Regions from separate parts of the Mus musculus genome. Here regions 1 and 2 are each linked to region 3. Evidence: chromatin contacts called from public Hi-C and promoter capture Hi-C data. All regions are on one chromosome and are shown on one strand. The core of a region is the stretch at or near the end of the contact, and the rest is flanking DNA. Distances in the headings are between cores, read along the strand shown. Region 1 holds the start of Nek2 (NIMA (never in mitosis gene a)-related expressed kinase 2). Region 2 holds the start of Traf5 (TNF receptor-associated factor 5). Region 3 holds the start of D730003I15Rik (RIKEN cDNA D730003I15 gene).

Region 1 (4,027 bases), core at 439-2,938, 600 kb after region 3:
TCAACAGTAACCAAGGTGGGGTAAGGCACGAGGTAGGGATGCAAGTGGAACTTCTAACAACTGGAAGGACAAGTACCAAGTTAGTCTTGAGAAGCTGAGAAAGTGTGTTGTGTTTGGAGCGAAGAGTAAGAGCTCTTTGTCTAGAAAGAAGATGAAAGGTTGTGTGTGAAGCAGGCTGGTCAACAAACTCAACATAAGCATCAGTACACCCATCACATACACACCACACGCCTATACACCACATATCACAAACACACCACACACACAACATGCTACACATATCACATACAACACTCTACACATCATAAACAACACACACAGCACACACACACACAACATACTACACACATTACATACGACACACACACACAAACATACCACACATATCACATACGACACACACACAAACATACCACACACATCACATATGACACACACACACCATATAAATGACCTCAGGCATTTGTAGCTCCTTATATAATTTCTGAGACCTAAATTAATCCTACCCCTTTGAGGTGTGACAATGTCCTTGAATGCTAATTTAAAAGTTCTCCTGGCTGGCAATTCCAATTAGCTTATACTAAATTCAGCGCACAAAATACATTTATTTTTAACATAAGGAGGCTTCTAATTCTTATTAATAGGACATTGGGTTCTTTTTCAATCACAGCATGAACAGATATTTTAAGAACAATGACCCATTTATGCAGCAGATTATTAGCTTTCTGGTAATGCACATTACCCCCCACCTGCTCTGGATGGAAGCCTTTAGCTCCCCTTCCCCAAGTCAAAGCGGGGCCATGTCACTGGCTATGTGAGCTCAAGTCAGCAAACTGCATGCAGCTCCCGGATTGGCTATTAGGGAACACCTTTTTTTTTTTTTTTTTCCTAACACACTTTTTTGGTAGATGTCTTAGAAGTACAATTTGGCAGTGTGGTGACTCTGTTCTGAATGCTTCCATACTCAGTCCCTAAGCTTTGGATACGTTTCTATGTTCAACAGGTCTCTCAGTTTAATGTTCAGAGATCTAGACTATGCTAACTGTGCTCAGAAAACACATGTCAACTCTGCGTTATTACTATGAATATCCTTTATTCTTATTATTTTTTAATTAGTTCTCTTCTGGGCAGTTGGGCCTAGTTTCTCTCTCTCTGTCTCTCTCTCTCTCTGGGCGTGGGGTGTCTTTCTCGCGGGTGGGGGTAAGGCAGGGACCCTCTACAAAGCTCTGGATGTCCTCAAGCTCACAGAGATCTGCCTGAGCGCGCCACCAAGCCGGGCTGGAACAGGGATTCTGGCTCTCTAGGTGTGAGGACTATAAAGTGCTCGGTGCACTCACCGCACCCTCAGGGTCATCAAATCCTCAACACACAAGGGCTTAGGTTCAGGACCCGAGTGCAGAGGAGTCGGAAAAGGGTGGGGTCAAAGTGGAAAGGTCAAAAGGCCAGTGTCTCCAGTCCAGAGCCTCGGACATCCGTTACCATAGCGACTTCAGCCAAGGAATGGAATTACCGAGGCCCCAACAGGCTTTGCGATCCCAAATCCCAGGGGTTTTCGGCGCGGCTCGTATTCCGTAGAGCAGCTAGACGCAGACACCAACGCCGACGCGGTTGCCTAGCGACACGCATTTTCCCAGGATGCCTAGCAGTGTTGTGTTTTCTCAGCCAATCAGAGTTGAGATGCACCTTCGCTGTGGACCAATAGAATGCGAGGCCGAAGCCCGCGACGGTTGACCCGGTGGCCGGTTGCTCGCCGACTCAGGCAGGCAGACGAGGGGCTCGGGTTTCGGCGCGGTTGGCCTGCAGCGGGCGAGCCTGGGCTCCGAGCGGCGCGGTGGTGTGGTTGCCAGGGTGGCCGCTCGCCATGCCGTCCCGGGTGGAGGACTACGAGGTGCTGCACAGCATCGGCACCGGCTCCTACGGCCGCTGTCAGAAGATTCGGAGGAAGAGCGACGGCAAGGTGAGGCGCCGGGCAGCCCTTCCACGGCGGGCTTAGGGAGAAGCAAGCGTCGCCCACGCTGGGGAGGGGCAGGGCGGCCACCTGAACTCTCGTGAAGGACCGGGCTGTAGCCTCCTAAGAAGGGACGGGCTCGTGGAGCGGGCAGCCGCGGCTGGGAACCGGTGGAGGCGCGAATCCGCGGCGAGCAGAAAGACGAGCTCACGTGACCTGCTTCGCCGCTGCGCCACACGCCGTCCCGGACTCAAGCGCTGGGGATGGTACCGCCCACATTTCGGGTGGGTCTTCCCACTAAATTAACCCGGTCTCGACTCCCTCACTGACACACCCATTGAGTTGTTAGTGTTTTGTTTTTCAACTTTGGAAATTTCACCCTTTGTCTCACACCTTGGAAATGTTGTATTTCAGATCCTGGTGTGGAAAGAGCTTGACTATGGCTCCATGACGGAGGTGGAGAAGCAGATGCTTGTGTCTGAAGTGAACTTGCTTCGGGAGCTGAAACATCCAAACATCGTCAGTTACTATGATCGCATTATTGACCGAACCAACACAACCCTGTACATCGTAATGGAATACTGTGAGGGAGGGGACCTGGCTAGTGTCATTTCAAAGGGGACCAAGGATAGGTAAGGTGAAAGAGCCCCACGGTTCGTATCTAATAATAATTAACTTCCATGTTTGTACGCTCTGAATGACTTGCCCCAGATTGAAGATGGCTTTTATTCAGGGTTGTGAAATGTGCTTTTTCTCCAGACAGTACTTGGAGGAAGAGTTTGTCCTTCGAGTGATGACTCAGTTGACGCTGGCCCTGAAAGAGTGTCACAGAAGGAGCGATGGTGGCCACACTGTGCTTCACCGGGACCTGAAGCCAGCCAATGTCTTCCTGGACAGCAAACACAATGTCAAGCTGGGGGACTTTGGACTAGCTAGAATATTAAATCACGACACGAGTTTTGCAAAAACGTTTGTTGGCACACCCTATTACATGTCTCCTGTGAGTATTTTAGAATTCAACTTTTTTTTTTTCCCTGAGACAGGATTTCTCTGTGTAGCCCTGACTGTCCTGGAACTCACTTTGTAGACCAGGCTGTCCTTGAACTCAAAGTGATTCTCCTGCCTCTGCCTCCCAAATGCCGGGAATAAGGGTGTGAGCTACCACACCTGGCCTAGAATTCAACTTTTTAATATCTTAGGTGAAGCATTCAGATGCAAAGAACTGAGGCTTGGGTTGCTAGTAAATCCAGTAGCTCAGAATTCACAATACAATTTAAGTTTGAGTTTGACTTTGTTCCCCTAATGTTGGGGATTGAACCTAGGCCCTCAGGCATTTGAGTTACACCCCAAAGTCTTTTATATGTATTATGTATTTAAAAATGTTTATTATTTATGTATATATAGTATATGTGTCTTGTGAGTGAGTGCTATGTGTATGGTGAGACCAGAAGAGGGAGTGGACTTACCCTATCCCACACACTCACGCTCAGGGTTCCAGGCAACTGTGAGCCGTCTGACCAGATGCTGGAACTTGAACTCAGGACCCCCGGGAAGAGCAGCAGGTGCTTAATCGCTGACCCCTCCTAGATTTGTTTTCAAAGAGACTTCCTGGCAAACAGTTCTCTGTATTCAACTAGAGCTTTCAAAAGAAAAAGAGAACTAAGGACTTATTTATGTGTATGGGTGTTTGGTCTACATGTATGTAAGTGTGCCACCTGTGTGCCAAATGCCCAAGGGGGTCAGAAGACAGCATTGGACTCTTTGGAGCTAGAGTTATGGATGGATTGAGAGACTGGAAACCATATCCAAGTCTTCTGTAAGAGCAACAAGTGCTGTTAACCACTAAGCCATCTTCAGTGTCCCCCATTTCCCAGAGTTTCACTGTAGTTCTGGCTAGCCTGGAATTCACAAAGATCTGCCTGCCGCTGCTGGGATTAGAGGTGTGAACCATGTTGCTCAGCTTTTGTTTTGTTCTTCAATAACCACAAAATGCTAAATTATAGGGTTACAAATAATGTTTAAGGCAACAATGTTTCCAAGGGGAATAGTGTTTGTTTGTTTTGTTGTTTTTTGTTTTTT
Region 2 (3,985 bases), core at 287-2,786, 870 kb after region 3:
GACATCTGGGGGATGTGCAAAGCTACCCTGACTCACAAGGGTGTCGTGGGGGACAAAATGAGAGCACATGACATTGAGTGAGGAGCAAATGGACCATAAGGGGCAGCTTCACGTTTAGTGGCTCTTTTTTCTTCAAGGCCCCCCTCAGGAAAGTGGGGATTGTAACTACATAAGGCTGTTTCTCCCCCTAGTCTAACAGGACTGACTCAGAGGCTTTGGCTCCCCAACTTTGCAAGTCACCCTGAGATACCCCAAAAAGGAAAGCTCTTACTCCCAGTGGCTGGGCCCCTATGTCATCCACCCACATCCAGTGGGTTCTCCACTGACGTCGGCCATCCTTGTCCCACACCACCGGCCTTAGCCAGGGACCCTGAGAACGTCACCCTTCTCTGTTGTGGCCCCTTTCCACAGCTAGCCCTACAAGAGACCAGGGAGACTACAGTCCAGAGTCTGGAGACAACCCATTTCCTGAACTCACTACCTTTCCCACCTTCATCTCCCATCCATCTTTCCATCTGTAATTTCTGCCTTTTCTGTTTAAATCAGTTGTCCAAGGTGTCAGGTTTTTATCCAGACTCTCAGTTATGTTAGGATCTCTGGATTGGGGAGGACTCGTTAACCCAGACGTTTGCTGTCTAAAATTATCTCTCACACACCCAGGAAGTTCTATTCTCAGAAATGCTTTAACCAATTTCTTTGCATTTTAAGTATTCCCTAAGACTTTTAAAAAATGTGTATATTCCTGGAAAAGGGAACCGTCCTCTTTGGCCCTAATCTAGTTTTCACACAGCACCTATGCCCGATGTTTATTGCAACAAGCTGGATGCCTTTTTTCACAGGCCATGGAGAGGATTGGGGAGAAGGGAGTCTCTCCTCATTTTACAGACCTTAGCCCACAACTGGACTCCGACGAGCCCCGCGCCTGCCGCAGCGAGATAAACAGAGTTCTCACGAAAGTAAAATAGCCAAATATGGAAAGTCAGCAGACAGAGTGGAGAGGCTGAGGAAGAAAGAAGCCAACCAGAATGGCCCAGAGGGATCCGCAACAAAAGTCCTCAGAACTGTCCTCAGAACTGTAACACCTCACAGTTGGGTGGCAAGGGGGTCAAGCAGTGGTGTGAGGACTGTCTCCGTCCAACCTGCGGTGGGTGCTCACCTCTAGGCGCCCGGGTCTGCTGAAATCTGGAACTCACCTTCTGCAGAGTCGGGTTCTGTTTCCAATCGAGCACGCGCTATAGCACCGGCGCAGGCTCGAGACCCTGGCATTAAGCTCACGTTAACGGGCTGTGCTCACAAGTCTTGCAAAAGTGCCCTCGGCCGGGCGCGGGTGTCCCGCGTCGCCTCAGTTCGCCCGCTACCACACACGCCTCCGGCTCACCACCCTGAGTTGCTTTCGGTTTCTGAGGAGCCGGGACGGTTAGCTCACCCGGACTTCGCCACTTGCGGGGCTCGCGGAGCTCCGCTGGCGCCCTACGGCGGCGGGCACTAGGCTGCTTCGCCTCAGCAGCGGGTTAGGCCAGCTCCAGCGGCGGGCTCCGGGAGGGGCGGGGCTGACGATGGGGGTGTGGTCAGGGTGCCCAAGAGGCAGGGCTGAAGGTGGAGGCGTGGTTATGTCTCCCGAGAGGCAGGGCCGAGGATGGGGGCGTGGTCATGGCGCCCAAGCGGCGGGGCGTGAGGCTTCTGACAGCGGCCAGAAACTCACCTGAGCTGGGCGAAGTATCCCTCTAGATGCTGGGAATCACCCAGACCCTAGAAGCCTAGGCTTCTCTTTCTAGAAACATTAGTATCTTGTGCGCCTTTGAATTGTATATATTTTGCTCTTCAATCAGCCTCCCTCCGACCCCCCAAACCTATTTATTCTTTGAGTAGACACGTTTGCTCAAGATCAGAGATCTGGCTCAAATCACTTCTTCCCTGAACTTGCTGCAGTCCAGTACAAATCTGCCAGTCCTCGTTCTGCTGTTAGCGTAACGTTGACAGTCTCTCTGATGTTCTGTTGTCAAAAGCGTCCCAGTTAGTTCTCCTGGTCTTCAGAGCCACCTGGTGGAGGGTGCCTGAACTATGAGCGTTCTATCTGCGGTCTAGAGAGAACTGAGTGGACCTACCCAAGGCTAGAGCTTGAATTCTTGCCTCCCAAATCCTAGCACAGAGTTGTTACAGTGTATTCGCTCTACAGGTCCACAGTAATTGCAGCCTGTATGAACGAAGTGAACTAGCATCTCAAATCTAACCTCTTCCAAGTCAGACAAACGCGGGAAATACTTAGCTGTCTTGAGCATCAAATGTTCATCACGGAGAGAAGAGAGTACTAGGGCCCTTGCAGTGGACACAGGTATGCATTGGAGCTGGGCAACAGCTGGGAGCGGATGTGGGATCTGGTGGAATAGTCAACAGGATCCCAACACCCAGGTGCAACTCTTTGGTTATCGAGATTAAACCCTCCCGTGGGCATGCTTTGGCCCTCTGGACCAGATTACTCTTGTGAGAACTGAAAGAGACTGAGCCTAAGTCCTCTCCTTCCCTAACCCTCCCAACAATACATCTATTTACCTTACTTTCCACCTTCTTTCACATGACTGCAAGGTGACAGGACCCTATGGATTTAGACACCATAGGAAACAGGCAATATAGACTGGAAAGACCATGTCTGAAATGACTAATGTAGCTATGGTTCTGAAAGAAGCAATCTGTTCTAAATATGAGACCCAAGGTCTTGGTATGATGAAGTCCAAAACTGGGATAGGATAAGTTCTTATTGTGTTCCAAATGGTGGCCACCGGACTCACAGACAGAAGTCTAAATGAGAATAGATAGGACTTTTTTGGTGGGATTGGAGAAGTGTGGTCTCGTACATTTAAATTTTTTTAATTATTTTTTATTTTGCTTGCTTGCATGTCTGTGTACCACGTGTATTCCTGGTGTTTGTGGAGACCAGAAGAGAGACCTGGAGTCACAGACAGTTATTAAGCTTCACATAAATGTTGGGAGTTGAACTCAAGTCCTCTGGAAGAGTAGCCAGTGCTCTTAGTGTTAATATCAGAGTAGTCAGAAGTGAAGGATATGTTCCCAGCTTGTGGTGTTGATCCCAGAGTCAGTCTCTTGTAGCCTAGGCTGGTTCACATTTGCTATGCAGCTGAGGCTCATTCAAACTACTAGCCTTCTTCCCCCATCTCCTGAACACTGTGATTACAGGCGTACACCGTCACATCCAATTTTCTACGTAATCATGTTTTATTTTTCTCATGTACCTTCAAGAAAGTTTATGTTTTGTTTTGCTTTGTTTTGAGACAAGAGAAGATGTCTCTGCAGGTGTCAAATCAGGCATGAAGACAGGGCCAGATTTGAGCATTATTTCAATATTTTGAAAGTATTCATTATTTCCATATACTATTTAATAGTAAACTGATTTACTAGTCCTTAAACTAGAGTCACTTATAAAGAGAAGGATGGCATGATACACAAACTCTTTCTTCAGAAGGAAAGGGCAAATATATGATTCTTCAGGACACTCTACCTACCACCAGTGGTTTAACTGGTTGGTGTGACTGGGCAGTCTGATGAAGAGGGAAGGCTGCCACCTGTTGGTCGAATGCATTATTTCCCTCAGTTTATACAACAAGACTGATGAAGTCATGTGTTAGTTGAGGACAAAAAGCATAATTCCAGGGCAGGTAGGCAGAAGCTGGACAGGGCAAAGGCTGTCCCAGGGCCTGCAGACGCCATTAAGATGAACAAATGTGCTGTGGTGATGGGGAAAGACGGAAGAGCAGAGCACTGTGCGCTATGAGGAGAGGCAGAGCTAGAGCCGAGAAGAGGGAGAGGCTGAGAGAGAGGGCTGAGGTGGATAGTGGGGTCGGTGGGATGATGTGCAGCACCTCACAGCGTAGACAGATGCTGATCCCCCAGCTCCAAACACACTATCAGGCCACGGGATTGTCCTAGCTCTGGGAAATGGCAGAGGCCCAAGATGGGGAACGGTTCACTC
Region 3 (3,824 bases), core at 1,268-3,767:
ACCTGATCCTACCCAGCTATCTTAGGAGCGTTGTGTGAAACAGGAGTACTCTAGGACAGGGCTCATGGCTCACAAGCACACGGCTCGAGAATTACCATGGAGTCCAGCTCAGCCAGTGACTTCTGAGTTTCACCATGCTGGATCCAGGGAGTGCTGTTGACTCTTGGGTCCTGGGCCATACTCTCCACTCCTGTGGGAGAGTGTGCCTACTGCTCAGGTCTGCAGTGTGCCTGGTGCTTTGTGTCACCAAGTGAGTCACCCATGTGGTTGGGAATGGTCCAAGGACTCCTGCTCTTTGCCTGCTGGGGCTGTTTGCCGGAGAGCACAATCCTTCCACATTAGTGGTGGTGTTTGCGTTTATGACTCGTCCTGACATTTAATGGAGTGGAGCTTCTGGGGTGGGGAGTGAGAGCTGGAAGCTCAGAAAATCAAACGCTGCTATGATGACACCAGATCTCAGTTACTGCAGATTTAAAAACAGCAGTGGACCTCATAGTGCCATTCTGTGGGGAAAATCACCCTCTGGGTCACCTGTCTGGAAGTTGGGTGGAAGAGAGAAGATGGGAGAGATGGCAGTCCCCAGAACCCTTTCTCGAGTTCTTCCTATGTTCACGCCACGACGTTTTATGTCACATATCTGACCTCTGACAGTTTGCAGGCTCATTCGTACCCATTGCCCTACCTGGGTCTTTTTTTTTTTAAGTTGTTTTTCTGATCCCCCCCCTTTTTAATTATTTTCTTTTGTTAACATACAAAGAAATGGGTTCCATTGTGATGTGTTTATACACAGGCCCTAATACTTTCTTATTCTCCTCTTGACTGCCCTCTAAGCCTCATACCACTTACTGCTCCTCCTTCCCCTCAAACAGTCCTTCCTTCTGCACCCAGTTCTGCCTTCTTTCCTCTCCGGCTGCTTTGACTGCACTTCATCCCGAGCTCCTCCCCTTTTTGATTTAGAAGTTTAGGTTATATGTGTCTATGTCCGTATAGGTAGGTATGTGCAGGAGTGCAGTGTCTCCAGAGGCCAGAGGGTGTTGGATCCCTAGTATCTGTAAGGAGCTAATGTGCTGGAAATTGACTCTAGTCCTCTGCAGGAGCAGGTCTTTCTTGTAACTGCGGAGCCATGTCTCCAGCCTCCATAGTGTCCTCTCTGCTTTCATGTCACACATATACATGCATATACAGATTTAAATCTAGATTCTGCATATGACAGAAAGCATGCTATACTTTCCCCAAGTGTGGCTTAGGTCACTTAACACAATGATTTCCAGTTCCATCCATTTTTCCTACAGCAATTTTCATTCTTTGCTAGCAAAATTCAATTGCTGGGGCCAGAAGATGGCTCAGCAGATAAAGACTTCAATAATCCTCAGACCCGGAGTTCATTCCCTACAACCTACCTGGTGGAAGGAACGAACCAACCTGCTCTCTGATCTCCACAGATACACTGTAGCACTTGCTCCCATACTCACCCACATACATGTAAATAAATAATTTTTAAAATCCCATACATGTATACATATAGAACGCATGTTCTTTAACCATGTATCTGTTGATTGCCATCTGGGTTAGTTCTTTATTTAGCTATTGTGAATAGTGCAGCAATAAACTTGGGTGTATTGGTGTCTTTGTGATGTGCTGACTTAGAATTCCTCCGGATTTATCAATTTGTATGTGTGCGCGTGCATGTGCTTGTGCACGCGAACTGCTTAAGACCCTCTATTCCTCACAGGCCACAAGATCTCAGGCAGGTGATCTCCCCTGAATGAAAGTAAGAAAGCTCACTGCAGGTGCCTGCACCAAGAAGTGGCTGCCCTGCAGTCTTTTCCTGGGCACCTGGGGCTGCCTGGGCTTTCTCCATCTCCTGGTGGGCACAAAGATGTTTGACCACAGACTCCACGTATCGGAGCAAAACCGAAATCACAGAAGCATGATGGACAGGAGACAGGGCAGGTCACACAGGTATGGAGACTAAGGACAGGAATGGTTAGCTTCTAAATGTCCACGCTGAGGACTTCCCGTGTGTCTGGCGTGAGTAGCCAGAAGACGGACTGTGACCACCTGCCATTGTCCCACTGGGCTCCCTTCCCACAGTGCGACCTCTCCGAAACTGTTCTTGGCATGACCGTGACCACAGTGGATGGCTCAGGACTGAGAAGCAAGGCCTGCCTCGGGCAGCTCTGGCCCTAATGGGCCAGCCCAGGTCTCTTAAGCACAGCCTCTCCAGTTCCAGAAAACTCATGGGTAGGCTCCACAGGGCTGGGCCCTAGGTCAGCCAAACTTTAGCACGAAAAAAATGAAAATTCTGGAGCCAGCCCTATGGCAATGATTAAGAGCTTGACGATGGTCAGCTCTGTGACCTGGACAGCATACTTTTTGTTTGAGGTGACCGAACGGGTGCAGTGCGAGCTACGGCCCCTTTAAGACAGCGAAACTCGAACTTTCTATCCCGGCTTCTCGGCAGCGCGCTTACGTCACAGCGTTCTCCGTGAAGGGGCGGGGCTGATGACTCACGCAGTCGGGCCTCCGCCCTTCCGGGCCGCGCGCACGTGAGCGCGCCGCTCCGCCTGTCTAATTTTAGCTCTGAGGTGTCAGGGTCGTGCGAGGTGAGGCGGCGGGGTCGCAACGGGCTCGGGTGGGGTCCTCACGTGACTCCGTGAGGCGGCATGCTCAGGTGGGGGTTCCCCTCAGGACTGGGGGGCCGGAGTCACGTGAGGTGAGGCGGGTCGTGATGGGTTTGGGTAAGGGTCCCCTCGCGACGAGGATGGGGTTGCATGAGGTGAGGCGGCAAGCCCTGGTCCTCTTGGTGAGCGGGGTCTTCAGGTCACGTGAAGTGACTGCACAAGGTCTCCACAGCTCGGACACGGGACCCCTCAGGAGTGGGTCGCCAGGTTCATCTGAGGTGAGGCGTTGTGTGGGGTGTCCTCTCCGGGTCACGTAGGTGCACCCGTGGGGTCAGTCGGCAGAGCCCGGGGCAGCTGAGCCCGACTGTGTGGACAGCCCTTGCACTGCAGGTCCAGAGCGATGTCAGTCAGAGAGGTGTGGCATCTGGGTCTGTGGGCCACACCTCTTTCAACCGAAGCAAGTTCTAGAAAGTCCCCTGGTGGGTGAAACTTATCAGAGTTCAAGTTTAGGTAGTGTTGGGTTGTAATGAAAACTTGTGAAGAGCGAGAGTAAACGTGGTGGCTGACCCTGCGACCAGCTGAGGAGACCCTGGCCCGGGGTCTTACTAAGGGGCTTCCGATCTCTGTATCTTCCCTGCTGAACTCAAGATGGTTTCCTGCATGTCTGTGAGGAGTGGAGGAGGACATGTCTGTCATCCAGAGTAACCGGGTCAAGGATGTGTGGTTAGATTGGAAAGGAAGACATCTGCTTGCATCAGCTCAACTTTGAAGACAGGGGGTGCACTGACCCCCACCCTCTCTCCCATCTCACATGAGGATGACCAGAGAGGGTTGGTGTTCGAGATTTGCCATAATGTGTGGGATCAGGAACCAGATAAAAGTTTAGTGTTGAAGAAATGAATGCCAGGCACCTTGTAAAATTGGCACCGCAGCCCTGTCATCAGAAAGTGAGCTGTTCTTTTGACACACAGAGTTGTTTGCCATGTCACAGTGACCTGCATTCTGTTAGTGAGGGAGCCTCAGGTTTCACATGGGTTGTCTCTGTATAAGCTGTAAAATGATAGCCTCTGGCCTTTATGGTATTGGGAAACTTGAAGTGTTTAATGATAAAAGTGGTTTCTAATGGTTGAGTGCTTCAGTTTCTTCTTTCCAACCCCCTATCCCCACTTTTTAAAAGAAAGGTTAATCGTGGAGAATGTG

Evidence for each region. Promoter capture Hi-C pulls out the DNA fragments that hold promoters and counts their contacts. Hi-C and Micro-C count contacts between places; a contact is called where the count stands out from the background.
Region 1: a contact with region 3 is called in a Hi-C map of B cells, with 14 read pairs. The contact joins the promoter of Nek2 here to the promoter of D730003I15Rik in region 3. A contact is called at or near these places in 6 of 39 promoter capture datasets (3T3-L1-derived adipocytes, erythroid cells, hippocampal neurons and 2 more), 8 of 484 Hi-C or Micro-C datasets (B cells, CD4 T cells, double positive thymocytes and 3 more), 5 of 115 datasets of contacts at active chromatin or transcription factors (astrocytes, effector CD8 T cells, extraembryonic endoderm stem cells and 2 more) and 2 of 9 other capture datasets (adipose tissue and liver).
Region 2: a promoter capture Hi-C map of erythroid cells shows a contact between it and region 3, with 5 times the contacts expected there. The contact joins the promoter of Traf5 here to the promoter of D730003I15Rik in region 3. A contact is called at or near these places in 3 of 39 promoter capture datasets (erythroid cells, liver and pre-B cells), 1 of 484 Hi-C or Micro-C datasets (CD8 T cells), 1 of 115 datasets of contacts at active chromatin or transcription factors (memory CD8 T cells) and 2 of 9 other capture datasets (adipose tissue and liver).

What each region holds. Positions count from the first base shown.
Region 1 is chr1:191,819,785-191,823,811 of GRCm38.p6, forward strand. It overlaps Nek2 (NIMA (never in mitosis gene a)-related expressed kinase 2), which reads left to right and starts at 1,689. Exons shown (of 8, transcript NM_010892.3): 1 at 1,689-1,957; 2 at 2,363-2,580; 3 at 2,708-2,948. The coding sequence starts at 1,862.
Region 2 is chr1:192,091,063-192,095,047 of GRCm38.p6, forward strand. It overlaps Traf5 (TNF receptor-associated factor 5), which reads right to left and starts at 1,537. Exons shown (of 14, transcript NM_011633.2): 1 at 1,194-1,537.
Region 3 is chr1:191,221,937-191,225,760 of GRCm38.p6, forward strand. D730003I15Rik (RIKEN cDNA D730003I15 gene) reads left to right here and starts at 2,518. Exons shown (of 2, transcript NR_151547.1): 1 at 2,518-2,606; 2 at 3,273-3,751.